Linked DNA regions of Capra hircus: region 1 is linked to region 2. A link is a contact called in public Hi-C data. All regions are on one chromosome and are shown on one strand. The core of a region is the stretch at or near the end of the contact, and the rest is flanking DNA. Distances in the headings are between cores, read along the strand shown.

Region 1 (5,624 bases), core at 126-2,625, 43 kb before region 2:
TTTATAGTCCAACTCTCACATCCATATATGACTACTGAAAAAATTGTAGCTTTGACTAGATGGATCTTAGTCAGCAAGGTAATGTCTCTGCTTTTTAATATGCTGTTTAGATCGGTCATAGCTTTTCTTCCAAGGAACAAGCATCTTTTAATTTTATGGCTGCAATCACCATCTGCAGTGATTTTGGAGCCCAAGAAAATAAAGTCTGTCGCTGTTTCCATTGTTTCCCCATCTATTTGCCATGAAGTGATGGGACCAGATGCCAAGATCTTCGTTTTCTGAATGTTGAGCTTTAAGCCAGCTTTTTCACTCTCCTCTTTCCCTTTCATCAAGATCCAAGTACCTCATACCTATCAGGTCCATGGGAACCAGCATGTGTGAGGCAATGTGGGAGTGAGTGTGTGTGTGATAAAAAGAGAGAGAATGAGTATGTGTGTGTGAGAGAAAGACAGAAAGAGAATGAGTATGTGTGTGTGAGAAAAAGCCTGTGGGTGCTATAAAAAAATACATCTGGTCTTTGTCCCCAGTTCCTGGCACAGAGATTCAGAAACCCTTGGAATTTCCTGAATGATGGGGGTCTTTTGCAGTTCATAAAGAGCCCCTTTGGACCACATCTGAGTTTATGTTAACAGGTGGCTCAGGTGGGACCTTAAAGAAGGGGCTGCCCCAGAAAGACAGTCACATAATTAGAGGACTGGAACACACAGACCCACTTCTACCTTTGGGGAGGGAAGAGGGACTGCAGACTGAGTTCAAGTCCGGGGCAATGATTTAATCTCCTGGTTGGCGAACACACTGATATGTCAGGAGGGTGCTGTGCCCAGATTCCATGCGGAGAGGGTATGGAAGCTCCGTGTGGCCCTCCCCACCCAGACCTCATCCCTGTGTGTCTCATTCAGCTGCTCTTGAGTTTTATAATCAAACTGTCATCACAAGCTTAGTGCTTTCAGTGAGTCCTCTGGATCTTTCTAGCAAATTATCAGATCTAAAGAGGGGGCCATGTTTGTAGCCAAGTCAGAAGTGTGAGGATCCTGGGGATCCCATTTGTGTGTGGCATCTGCAGTTAAGAGCAGTCTTTGGAGGAACCTTCCCTTTAACTTACGGGGTCTGTGTTCACTCTGGGTAGTGTCCAAGCTGAATTGTAGGGCATCCTACAACCATAGGACGGTTGATATCAGAGAGCTGTTCAAGCACAGAGTGAATGTGTGTGAGTGTGTCCACAAGTGCATCAATGTGGGAATGAATGTGTGTGTGTGGGTGGATAAGCGAGGAACGAGGGGACTCTGGGCTGAACTGGACTCAGGGCTCCCCTCCTGGAGCTCTGAGGGGCAGGGCATGGGAAGGATGCCCAGCAGGAGCCAGGGGTGCCCCTGGGAAGGCAGACAGCAAAGCTGGATCCTCAACGCTGAGCCCAGGCAGGAGCTGAGGCTGGTGCCCTCCTGAACTGAAACCAAACTAGCATAAATTCTGTCTTTGGAGGACAAGAGCTCCCTTTACAAGGGTGGCGTACAAATGTGTGTTGCGGTAGGGGCAGGAGGAGACAGAAGCCCAGGTCATTGTTCAGAAGCACACGCACATAGCTGAGCTGCCCCTTGCCATCCTGGAGTGTCAGGAATGGCACAGAAGCCAAGGAAGTGATTTCAAACATGACCCATTGGGGAAAATGCCACCAGCCAGCTTTTTTTTTTTTTTAACAAAAGAAAATACATGAGAACAAAACAAGATAATAAGGATACCTATCAGAAGGATGGACAATTTTTTATTAGAGAGAGCAAGAGAGAGAGAGATCCATGGAGGGTCAGGGCCACAGTACAACATATCTTTTAATTTTTATTTTTTTGATGTGGGTCATTTTTAAAGTCTTTATTGAAATTGTTACAATTGAATATATATTGAATATTGTTTGCTTTATGATTAGTTTTTTGGTCATGAGGCATGTGGGATCTCAGCTCCCCAACCAGGGATTGAGTCCATAACCCCCTGCATTGGAAGGCGAAGTCTTAACCACTGGACTGCCAGGGAAGTCTCCAATGTAGATATCTTATTCTACCAATGGTTTCCTTCTTCCTGGACTATTTGACCCCCACCGATCCCACCCTAGGGTGACTGCAATGACAAATCACCATTGGCAGCCTCAACTGGGACCTCCTGCAATGCCACCCTGCAACCTAACTGGCTCTTTCACACCCAGCGTGTAACTATTTCTAGATTTGCTTACTCTGCTGAGACATTGACCCTGTTCTCCACCCTCCTGTTCCACAGAGAGAAAGAAAGAAGATAAGAGCCCTCCAACAGGAACTCCTCCAGCTGCAGGAAGAGTCAAATCTGCATTTGACAGTCAAGATCTGTCGCCATCTCCATTTCTTCCTGGGCTCCCAGAGGGCTCTGTGCAGCCTGTTATGAGCTCTGTGGCCCTGGGTCATTCTGTAGCGTCTCTAAGCCTCAGTGTTTCTATCTGTAAATTGAGATAACACCCATGACCACCTAGCAGAAACAAGAAATGAAACCAAAGCCCTGCCCTTCTGTGTTAGAAGAAGTAACTGAGATGTTACGTAGGGAGGCACCCAGTGGGGTAAAACGGTTTCTACCGATGCTCACTAAGAATTAATTTTCCATCTGCTTCTGCCTTCCTGACCATGGCTGGTTTACAATCCTCAACCTCCCAGTCTCAGGCTCCATCTAGAATTGGGGCTCAGTGTACCACATGTGTTTCTTGTGAAAAAGACTCAGGATTTCCTTGAGAAGGGGTTCAGCTGCAAGTAAGGAGCAGAAATTTAAACAGCAGCTGACGTCTGTGCTCTAGACCAGGTACCTTACACCTTGCATCGTCCAGTTCCCTCATGGCTGGGTGAGGTAGGCACTATTACCATTCCTTCTGATGGGTGAAGACTCAGGGCACAGAGAGGTTAAAGAAACCCAAGGCCATGCAAACAGGAAATGCAGAAGCAAGATGCAGACCTGGGCGTCACCGAGAACATCTCACTTATCTCTTGCCATCGAGTCTATGTTAACTAGTCATTGCAGGGCAGGCGTGCAGACTGGGGCGGAAAAGTGCCCCAGGCTGGGCTCAGGTTCCTAATTCTGAGTGCCCAACACCCACCCTTCTGGCATGGCCACAGAGCCTCCTGTGCCACTTCCTTCTGCCATGGCCAAGTCCTCTTACCTGAAAAACTAAGATAATGCACTGGGTGAGTGGTCTGGGGAGCTGAATTTGTTAGGGGGGAGAAGGGAGGGAGGCTCAAGGAGTCCTCTGACCCTTCCTGCCCAGATGGCAGTGAGGGAGAGGACACTGACAGGGGCCTGCTCTAGGCAGAACCCCGGTCAGTGGTCTGCGTTGGTCATTATCCATTGGAATAAGATGGTCTCTTCTGCATTCCCCTTTGGGGAGGTTTAGCTGCTCAGCTAGTCACAGGGTCCCTTCCAGGAAGTATTCACAGATAGCACCTCAAAAACAGTGTTATTATATGACTCACTGCAAGAACATATGCAGAGTGGTAACTCCTGCAAAGTGTTCTAGATTAGGGTGCAACTCCTGTGCTTCAATCCAGCAGAGTTCAGCCAAAGCTGGTGCCAGGAGAAGAGCATCTGAGTAGATTGCCCATGTTCCCCTTGCCCCTCATCCTCTCTGGGTGTCCACTGCTCATCCTCTACAGAGATGCTGCCCACAGTGGTTGCTGCAGGTGAGCACCCAGAAGGCTAATGGGCTGGGTGTGCCACCCAGAGCTCCAACTCCAGCACCCTCGGGATGGGGGGTGGGGGTTCTTGTGCAAATTTCCCAAGCCCATCTTACTTCTCTTTCTACCTGCCTACCCCCTGGCAGCCCACTTTTTAGACCCCCAGGGGGGACTTGAATCCCAGCTCTGATCTTTATCAGCTATGTGTCTGTAGGCAAGTTACTTTTACTTCTTTGGCCTCAATTTCTTCATCTGAGCCTGAGTATAATAATATCCATCTCTCAGGGTTTCCAGGAGAATTGCTGACCCATGTATATGAATGCTTGGCACAGAGTATGCACTTAAAGGTATTTATTATTATTATTGTAGACTGCTACCATTTACTGAGCACTAAACCACATGCTAAGATTTTTATTTGCAAATAGGGGCTTCCCTGGTGGCTCAGATGGTAAAGAATCTGCCTGCAATGCAGGAGACCTGAATTTGATCTTTGGATTGGGAAGATCCCCTAGGGAAGTGGCAACCCACTCCAGTATTCTTGCCTGGAGAATCCCAGGGACACAGGAGCCTGGTGGGCTACAGTCCACAGGGTCACAAAGAGCTGGACACATTGAATGATTAACACTTTCAGTTTCAATCTCATTTTACAAATAAATGATACTTATTAATAAGATTATTACTATGTATCTTTTTATCCAAACAAAGAGCTAGGAAGACAGAATCAAAGACCATCTATGTGGCAGATTAAAAATGGCCAGAAATTCTTTGCAGCTCCTTCCATCAAGAGGTAGAATCTAGTTCCCTGCACCTGGTAGGCTGGCCTGGGACTTGCTTTTGACCAAAAGAATGCAGCAGCAGTGGTAGTGTTGGGTTCTAAGCCTAGGCCTTAAGAGGCATGCCAGCTTCCATGTTCACCCTTTTGAACCATAACTGTCATATGCAGAAGGCTGAGCGAGTCTGCTGGAGTCATGAGGCCCAGCCCACAGCTGGCACCACCTGCCAGACAGGTGGTCAAGGCCATCTCAGGCTATCCAGATCTAGTCAAACGGCCAGATGACTACAGCTGTTTGGTTAATCCCAGGAGAGAGCAGCAGAAGAACCACTCAGCAGAAGCCAGCCCACACTGCTGACCTACAGAATCCTGAGAAAGTCAAAGGTGACTGTTTCAAGCCACTGGACCTTGGAGTGGTTCATATGCCACAGTAGGTAATGGTATAGCTGTGGGGTATGAGGAGATGGGGCCTCGTCCTTTGGGTACCTCCTACTTTCCTTCTATTAGGTGCTACTGAGGAGCCCCCAGAGCTCAGTGGGGAAATTTGAAAGCTACAGATGTATTCAGCTCCTCACTCTACAGCTAAAGAAACCAAGACCCAGAGACGCAAAGACATCCTTGTTGGTGGCAGAACCAGGACAAGAATGCAAGGCCAGCGACCTTCAGGCTAGGGTTGTGACCTCCTATGTGTCCTCCAACCCAGCCAACCCACCAAGTATCAACTGATCATGTTTCTATGCCAGACACCTTCCTGAAGGTTTTAAATACCTTGCAGCAACTCCTTCCCTGGGATTTAGAACACTTTACCCCTTGTACAGATGAGAAAACAGCACAGGAGAGGACTGGCAAAGAGAGAGATAAAGGGGAAGATCCAGAGTGTTGGGCCTTGGGGCCCTTCTGTGTAAGACTTCAGTCCATGGGCTCTGGAGCCAGACTCCGTAGAGTTCGGTCCTTAGTTCGCCACTCTGAGCTGTGAGACTGCTCCAGGGCTGCTCCTTGCTCTGCAAAATGGGAATATGATAGCTCCTGTCTGTGATGGTCACAATGAGTTAGTTCCCTGAGAACCAGTCCCCTCCCTCTCCTTGGTAACTGACCTCTGCCACTCACTCCCTTCCTCAGCTACCCTCACAGTCAGGAGTGGTCAATAAGGTATCTGCCAAAACATCTGTTCCCTGACA
Region 2 (6,349 bases), core at 2,412-4,911:
ACTCTGCTCCTTAGAAGGACGCTTCAGTGAGAATCACAGAATGTGACATATTAGCACTGACTGCTCCCCCCTTTGAAAACTGTTCTTTCCAAGCCTTGAATTTCACTGGAGGAAGAGAGGACCAAGGCCCGGGGACAGAGGGATGATGCCTACCCCCAAGGACTCATGCATTTTAAAGACAGACCACGCATGAGTTGGGCACATCTTAATCTGGAGGAATGAACTGCTGACAGACATTCAGACAGTGCAGTAGAGAGACTGGCACTGACTTATCTACCCGATGCTCACACAGTCCACTCTCAGCATTTGTGTTCGGTACATGCCACAAAGTTCACCACAGACACTGAGTTAGTGGAAACAGAAACACTGCTTTTGGGGAAAACACAGGGGTAGGTTCCCATGAACTGCTAGTCACAACATTTCCATCCACTGATCAGGACACATCTTGTTTTATGTGTGTTTCTGTTTAAAGATACCTAATTTAATACATATCATTGATTCATTAACCTTGAACTCACGGCCAACAGTGTAACTCATGCCTGAGCGAAGCTCTTCTAACACCCATATTTTCTCCACGGGGCCTGTCTCAGCCTTCTCGCCCTCAGGAACCCTAGACAGCAGAGAAGCACTGTACTTGGGGGACACTTTAAACAGCGAAACCATCACCCCAAAGCAGGAGAACTTGAAAAACATAACAGACCACGACGAGGATGGAATCAAGAAGGCACCTTGTTCTCAGATGAGAACGTGTGTGTCAGAATATTCAGATTGTTCATCGCTCTGCGCAGGGCTGTAAACAACTTCCAAAGCACTATGATTTGGGGGTTATGAATAAGCCTCAGCAAGCAGGCCGATTTGCAAATGCAGAATCTGTGAGTAATGAGGACTGGGTGCAAACGTCCCTTCGTTAGGCTGGCCCCCACTGTGGCCCACCTGGACATGAACCCTGCTCGTAACACAGCATCTGTCAGCCTGGGAACGAGCTGCTGTGTCATCTGAACTGGGACCCAGCATACCTCTTGCCCTGGAGCCCAGGCCAGGCCCCCACCTGGCACCCACCCTGTAGCTGCTGAGGCTTCCCCAGCTGCCACCATGGGCAGTTCCTGTCAGGGGCAAAGAACAGATTTGGTGGGGAAAGGGGAAGATGGTATTTGTAGCAGCTGCAGGGGAGCCTCTGGCAGTCCCCAAACCTGTGTCCTGAGAGCCTCTCACCAGCCTCCCCCGACAGTATCGTGAGCAGGACCCACAGCCAAGTCTTCATGAAGTACCTACTGTGGGAGGCTGCTGGGCCACGTGCTGCTTCACACAGAGCCCGGCACACAGTGGGGGCTCTGCGCCTCCACATTGTATGAATGCAGGAAGCAATGGTCAAAGAGAGCAAGGAGCCAGCTCAAGGTCTCACAGCAAGACAGGACAGACCTGGGGACAAGTGGAGTGCACAAGAGGGTAGGCACTGAGGCCTTTCCAAAGACCACGGGACATGCTTCACATTTCCTGAACACCTACTACGTGTCAAACTCTGTCCAAGCTCCTTACATGCATTAACTCATGTAATACAACAGCAGCTCTAAGAGTATGGAACTATCAGCATCCCATTTTACAGATGAGGAAACTAAGGTAGAGAACAGAATGGGAACCTTGACGGTTTGCTCCATGGCCTAACCGCTAAGCTGTACTCTTCCCCTCTCAACGTTCTCATATCCAGACGGCCACGCTGGGCTACAACAGGCACCTTCTCCTGGGCAGGTGGAGGGCAGGCTGGCAGGAGGTAATAAAGGCAGCCTGCTTGCCTCCATGATGCACACCCAACCCACCACCAGGTTCCATCCTAGATACACCCTGAGGGCGCCCTATCTCCCCATCCCCACTGCCGAGACCCTGGTCCAGGCCTCCATCTCTGCTCACCTCGACCCCTACAGTAGCTTCTGCCCCATGTACTACTCCCCCAAACCCCATGTCCTTCTTCACACAGCAGCCCAATGCAAGCAATCCATGTGATTCCTGTGCAAAACCTGTACCTTATACATAAATGTTTGCAGCAGCTTTATTCACAATTGCCGCAGACTGGAAACAACCCAAATGTAGCACAGTGGGTGAATGGATAAACAAACTATGATACATGCATACAATGAAATACACTCAGCAATAAAAAGAAAGTAATACTGAGACACACAACACAGATGGGTCTCCAGCGCCTTCAGCCAGGTGAAAGAAGCCAGACTCAAAGGCAGCATTCGTGTGAAGTTCTCGAAACACCAAAACTCAAGGATGGAGATGAGTGAGGATGCCAGGGTTTGGGCGGGGGAGGGGCTGACTACAAAGGGCACAGGGGAACTTCGGAAGGTGATGGAACTGCTCTATCTTGATTGCGGTAGTGGTTACCCGACAGTCGACATTTACCAGAATGTATTGAAAAGTTCACAGAAGAGGCTTATTCCATATAAATGTTTCCTTGTTATGGGTCGAACTGTATCCCTAGAAAGACATGTTGAAGTCCTAACCCCCAGCACCTCAGGACCTCAGAATGTGACCGTATTTGGAAATAGGGTCATTGCCAATGTAGAAGTTAAGATGTGCATGCTAGGCCACTTCAGCCGTGTCTGATTGACCCCATGGACTGTGTCCCGCCAAGCTCCTCTGTCCATTGGGTTCTCCAGGCAAGAATACTGGAGTGGGTTGCCATGCCCTTCTCCGGGGGATCTTCCTGACCCAGGGATCAAACCTGCGTCTCTTATGGTGTCCTGCACTGGCAGATGGGTTCTTTACCACTAGTGCCACCTGGGAAGCTCCAATGTAAGTTAAGATGAGGTCATTTTAGAATGGGGGCAGGAGGGACCCTAAGTTATGACTGGTGTCCTTATAAGGAGAGGAGCAACACACAGGGAGGACACGGCCCAGTGACCAGGCAGAGACTGGAGTAATGCAGCTGCAAGCAAAGGGACCCCAAGGACCGCCGGGGCCACCAGAAGCTAAGAAGAGGCAGGAAGATTCCACCCAGAGTCTCAGAGGGAGCACGGCCTTGCCGTCACCGTGATCAGAACACCAGCCTCCAGAATGGCGAGAACAAACTCTGATTGTTGTAAGCCACCCAGTTTGTGCTGCTTTATCACAGCCACCCTAGGAAACCAATACACAGCCCAACTTTAAAAATGGGGGGACGAGACTGTCTCAGTCTCCAGGGTCTACAGGTTCCAGCCTAAGAGCCTCAGGTGTCTTGTCCCCTCTTCCTGCACAGGTCACCTCTGGTCCACGCACAGCGCAAACACCAGGCACACTGGGCCATGGTACCCACAACCGGGCTATGCTGGTTCCCCCATCCCCCGCGGCTACTTGGGAAACTCCCAGGTGTCACTCAGCTCAGCTCGGCTCTCGCCTCCCCGCTAAAGCTCCCCCAGATGTGCTCTAGTCTGAGTGGGACACCCCTGAGCCAGCCAGGGACCCCAGCACTCCAGGGGACCATCCTGCATCATTCGAGCATTGCACTGCCTGCTGCTCCTGCTGCCCCACAAGACTGGGATCCTGGGACAAGGGTGAGTTGTCAGGTAACTGGCAGACCAGCGCCACGCGGGCTGGAGAGGAGCTCTGGGACTCGGCTGGGTGGGGGTCTAAGGGCTGGGGAGGAGCTGGGGCTTTGGCAGATATCCACACTGAGCCTGCTCAGGCCTGGCCCTGCAGATCGGAGCCAGGGCCGGGCCAGGCGTGGCTCAGGTTTCTCCTGCCACAGCCTCTACCCTCAGGGCCTCCCACCCAGAGCTGAGCTCGAAGGCCTGCCCAGTCACACACCTCACTCTACTGCTCAAGCTTGCATAGCCACAGCCTCCTCTGCAAGCTCCTGGCAGGCCCCTTCCCATCTCCCAGAGGCCCTCTATCCTGGTTAATCCCTCCCCACCTCTCTACTGGGCATTAACCTGCCATATATTCATTCAACAAAGCCTTGCGTGGGACACGCCTCTCCAGCCCTTACTCTTGCTTAGCTTGAGTGTTCTCTGAGTCAAGCACTCTATGCCCAGGACAGTGTGGATCTGGCAACCACACCTGTCAGGAGGAGTCGCTCTCTCTGCCCTGAGAGCTTACAGTCTAGCAGGGCCAAAGAGAGAGAATACACCATGACAGCGTGAGAAGCGAGGCTCGGACAGGGCTGATGGGTCTTTGCTGACCGGCGTCCTGGTACCTCTGTGTAAATTAGGAAAAGATGCTTCTTGCTTCCCATGGATGCAGACAACCCCTCCTCCACCCCGTACACACACCTGACATCACACAGGGCTTGGCAAGAGAGTGAAACTTCAGGGGCCCCTTGCTCCTCTCTCAGCAGGTGCCTTTGTGCAGTGAGCAACCTGCACAACTGTACGCAACAGCCCTAGAGGCTAGAGAGCCTGGAAGGCTTTTGCAGGAGGCTGGAGGTGGGGTGTGTATGCTTAGTCCCTGAGGCAGGAAAGAGCTCAGCACTACCCAGAGGCTGGAGGGAGAGGCAGCCAGTGACGGCCAATGTGACTGTCCCCCCACCTCTAGGGCCTCACGTGCAGGAGCAGCCTAGGCACCTGCACAGAGCCGTGGAAACAGCCTGGGTCCAGCTGTGAGAATTTGGGGCAACCACATCCCCTCTCTGAGCCTTATCTGTGAGCAGAGGCTGGATTATGGGGTCACCAGACTCACACTGAGCTCTGATGCCTGACAATGTAAGGGCCAAGGATGGGGCCACTTTGGCTCACGGAAAGAAGCCCCCTGCCTGCCTTTCAAACTACTTCAAAAGCAACTGCCTAGCCTTTCAAGATGGCCCGCCCTGCTCAATCCCAGGATACCTGTGGCCTCTTAGACCAAGGTTCTCAAGGCCTCCCCATACCTGGGGGGTGGACGGACAGCATGATCCTGGGCTGTGGGAGGGCAGCTCAGAGCAGGGTCTTACAGGCTCCAAATGGGTCTTTGCTACCCCTAGAAAGGGAAGGCCAGCCCTGGCCATCTCAGGGCAAACCTTTCCCAAGGCTGAGCAGAGAAGTGAGGTGACCACTCAAGACCTCTAGCGGCCAGCGGTCAGCACAAAGCCAGCCTGGCACCTGTAAGTGCTCAATAAAGCAGCAAGGAAAGAATGAATGAACGCTGGCAGCCATCAGGGATACAAGTGAGCACTGTTCGGAGCAGGCCCCCAGCCTTTCTTGTGCTGGTTTGGTCGGAGAACCAAGCTCAGAACGTCGGCACAGGCAGGAAGTTTCTCCATCTAAAGCGCAGATGAAGGGGGCTTCCCTGGTGATCCAGTGGCTAAGACTCCGGGCTCCCAATGCAGGGGCCCCAGAGGTCGGTCCCTGGTCAGGAAACTAGATCCCACACGCCTCAACTAGAGATCCTGCAACAAAGACCAGAGATCTGTGAGCTGCAACTAAGACCCAGCACAGCCAATAAACACATATTTTTTAAAAGCCAACATATTTGGAAAGAAATAAAGTACAGATGAGGAAACTGAGACTGAGGGAAGAGACACGGCTGCCTTGCTCAGCAGTATTTAGCCTTGTCAAAGCACGAAGTTTGAGAGTCAGAACTTAAACCAGAATAACTAGTCTGAAGCTTCTGGTGAAATCTAAAACTCACAAACACCCAATGGGAAAAACAAGTTTGCAATTTAGTCCTTGAAATAAGAGTCTTAGTCTATGCAAAACGTCTCTCCCCTCTCCTCCTTTTCCTCCTTCTCACCTCCACTAGGAAATAAAGGCTTGCATGTAACCCTGAAAAGCAGCCTTAGCGTTTCTGGCATATACTCTGGTGCCATGTGACAAGGGATAAATTTTTGTGTGTGTCAGGATTAAGTTTGTCTGTGATGGAAAATTTTAAACAATAGTGATTTAAGTAAGGTAGATATGTATTCCTCTCTCATACACAAATCTGAGTAAGTAATACAGGGCTGGGATGATACACCAACATGTCTGAGAGCCTTACTATATTTATATATTATATTGTTGCTCTACTCTGCATAACTTCCATTCTCAAATTCACCCCAGAGTCCAAAATGGGTGCCCAAGTCCAGCCATTATGTTTATATTCCAGCCAAGAGGAAAGAGGAAAATAGAAAGGCATGAGCCTTCCCTTTAAGGCCATCACCAAGCAAATCTTATTCCCCATATATTTTTCTGTCCAAATCTAATCTCATAGCACATCTAGCTGAAAGGAAATTGGGACATGTTTAGCTAAAAATTTATACCCAACTAAAATTCAGGGGGCCCATCAACAGGCTCTGCTTCACCCCTGAACTCAAATACTGCAAGATGATGGCAGATGACAATGAAATGGTCCCCAAACCCTAGACCCATAAAAGTTTTCAGGAGCTTTATTTAAAACAGAGGGAACTTCAAAAAACAGTTGA

Evidence for each region. Hi-C and Micro-C count contacts between places; a contact is called where the count stands out from the background.
Region 1: a contact with region 2 is called in a Hi-C map of blood, with 1.8 times the contacts expected there. The contact joins two enhancer-like sites. A contact is called at or near these places in 2 of 5 Hi-C or Micro-C datasets (both in blood).

The regions. Positions count from the first base shown.
Region 1 is chr21:56,751,997-56,757,620 of ARS1.2, reverse strand. The region is part of intron 2 of RIN3 (ras and Rab interactor 3); the gene reads right to left. Among named protein-coding and RNA genes, the nearest start is that of RIN3, 53 kb to the right of the region's middle. Within about 2 kb of position 1,375, at least 1 of the 5 cell types and tissues checked has an H3K27ac peak or open chromatin away from gene starts, as enhancers often do.
Region 2 is chr21:56,710,478-56,716,826 of ARS1.2, reverse strand. All of the region lies in intron 1 of RIN3 (ras and Rab interactor 3), which reads right to left. Among named protein-coding and RNA genes, the nearest start is that of RIN3, 12 kb to the right of the region's middle. Within about 2 kb of position 3,661, at least 1 of the 5 cell types and tissues checked has an H3K27ac peak or open chromatin away from gene starts, as enhancers often do.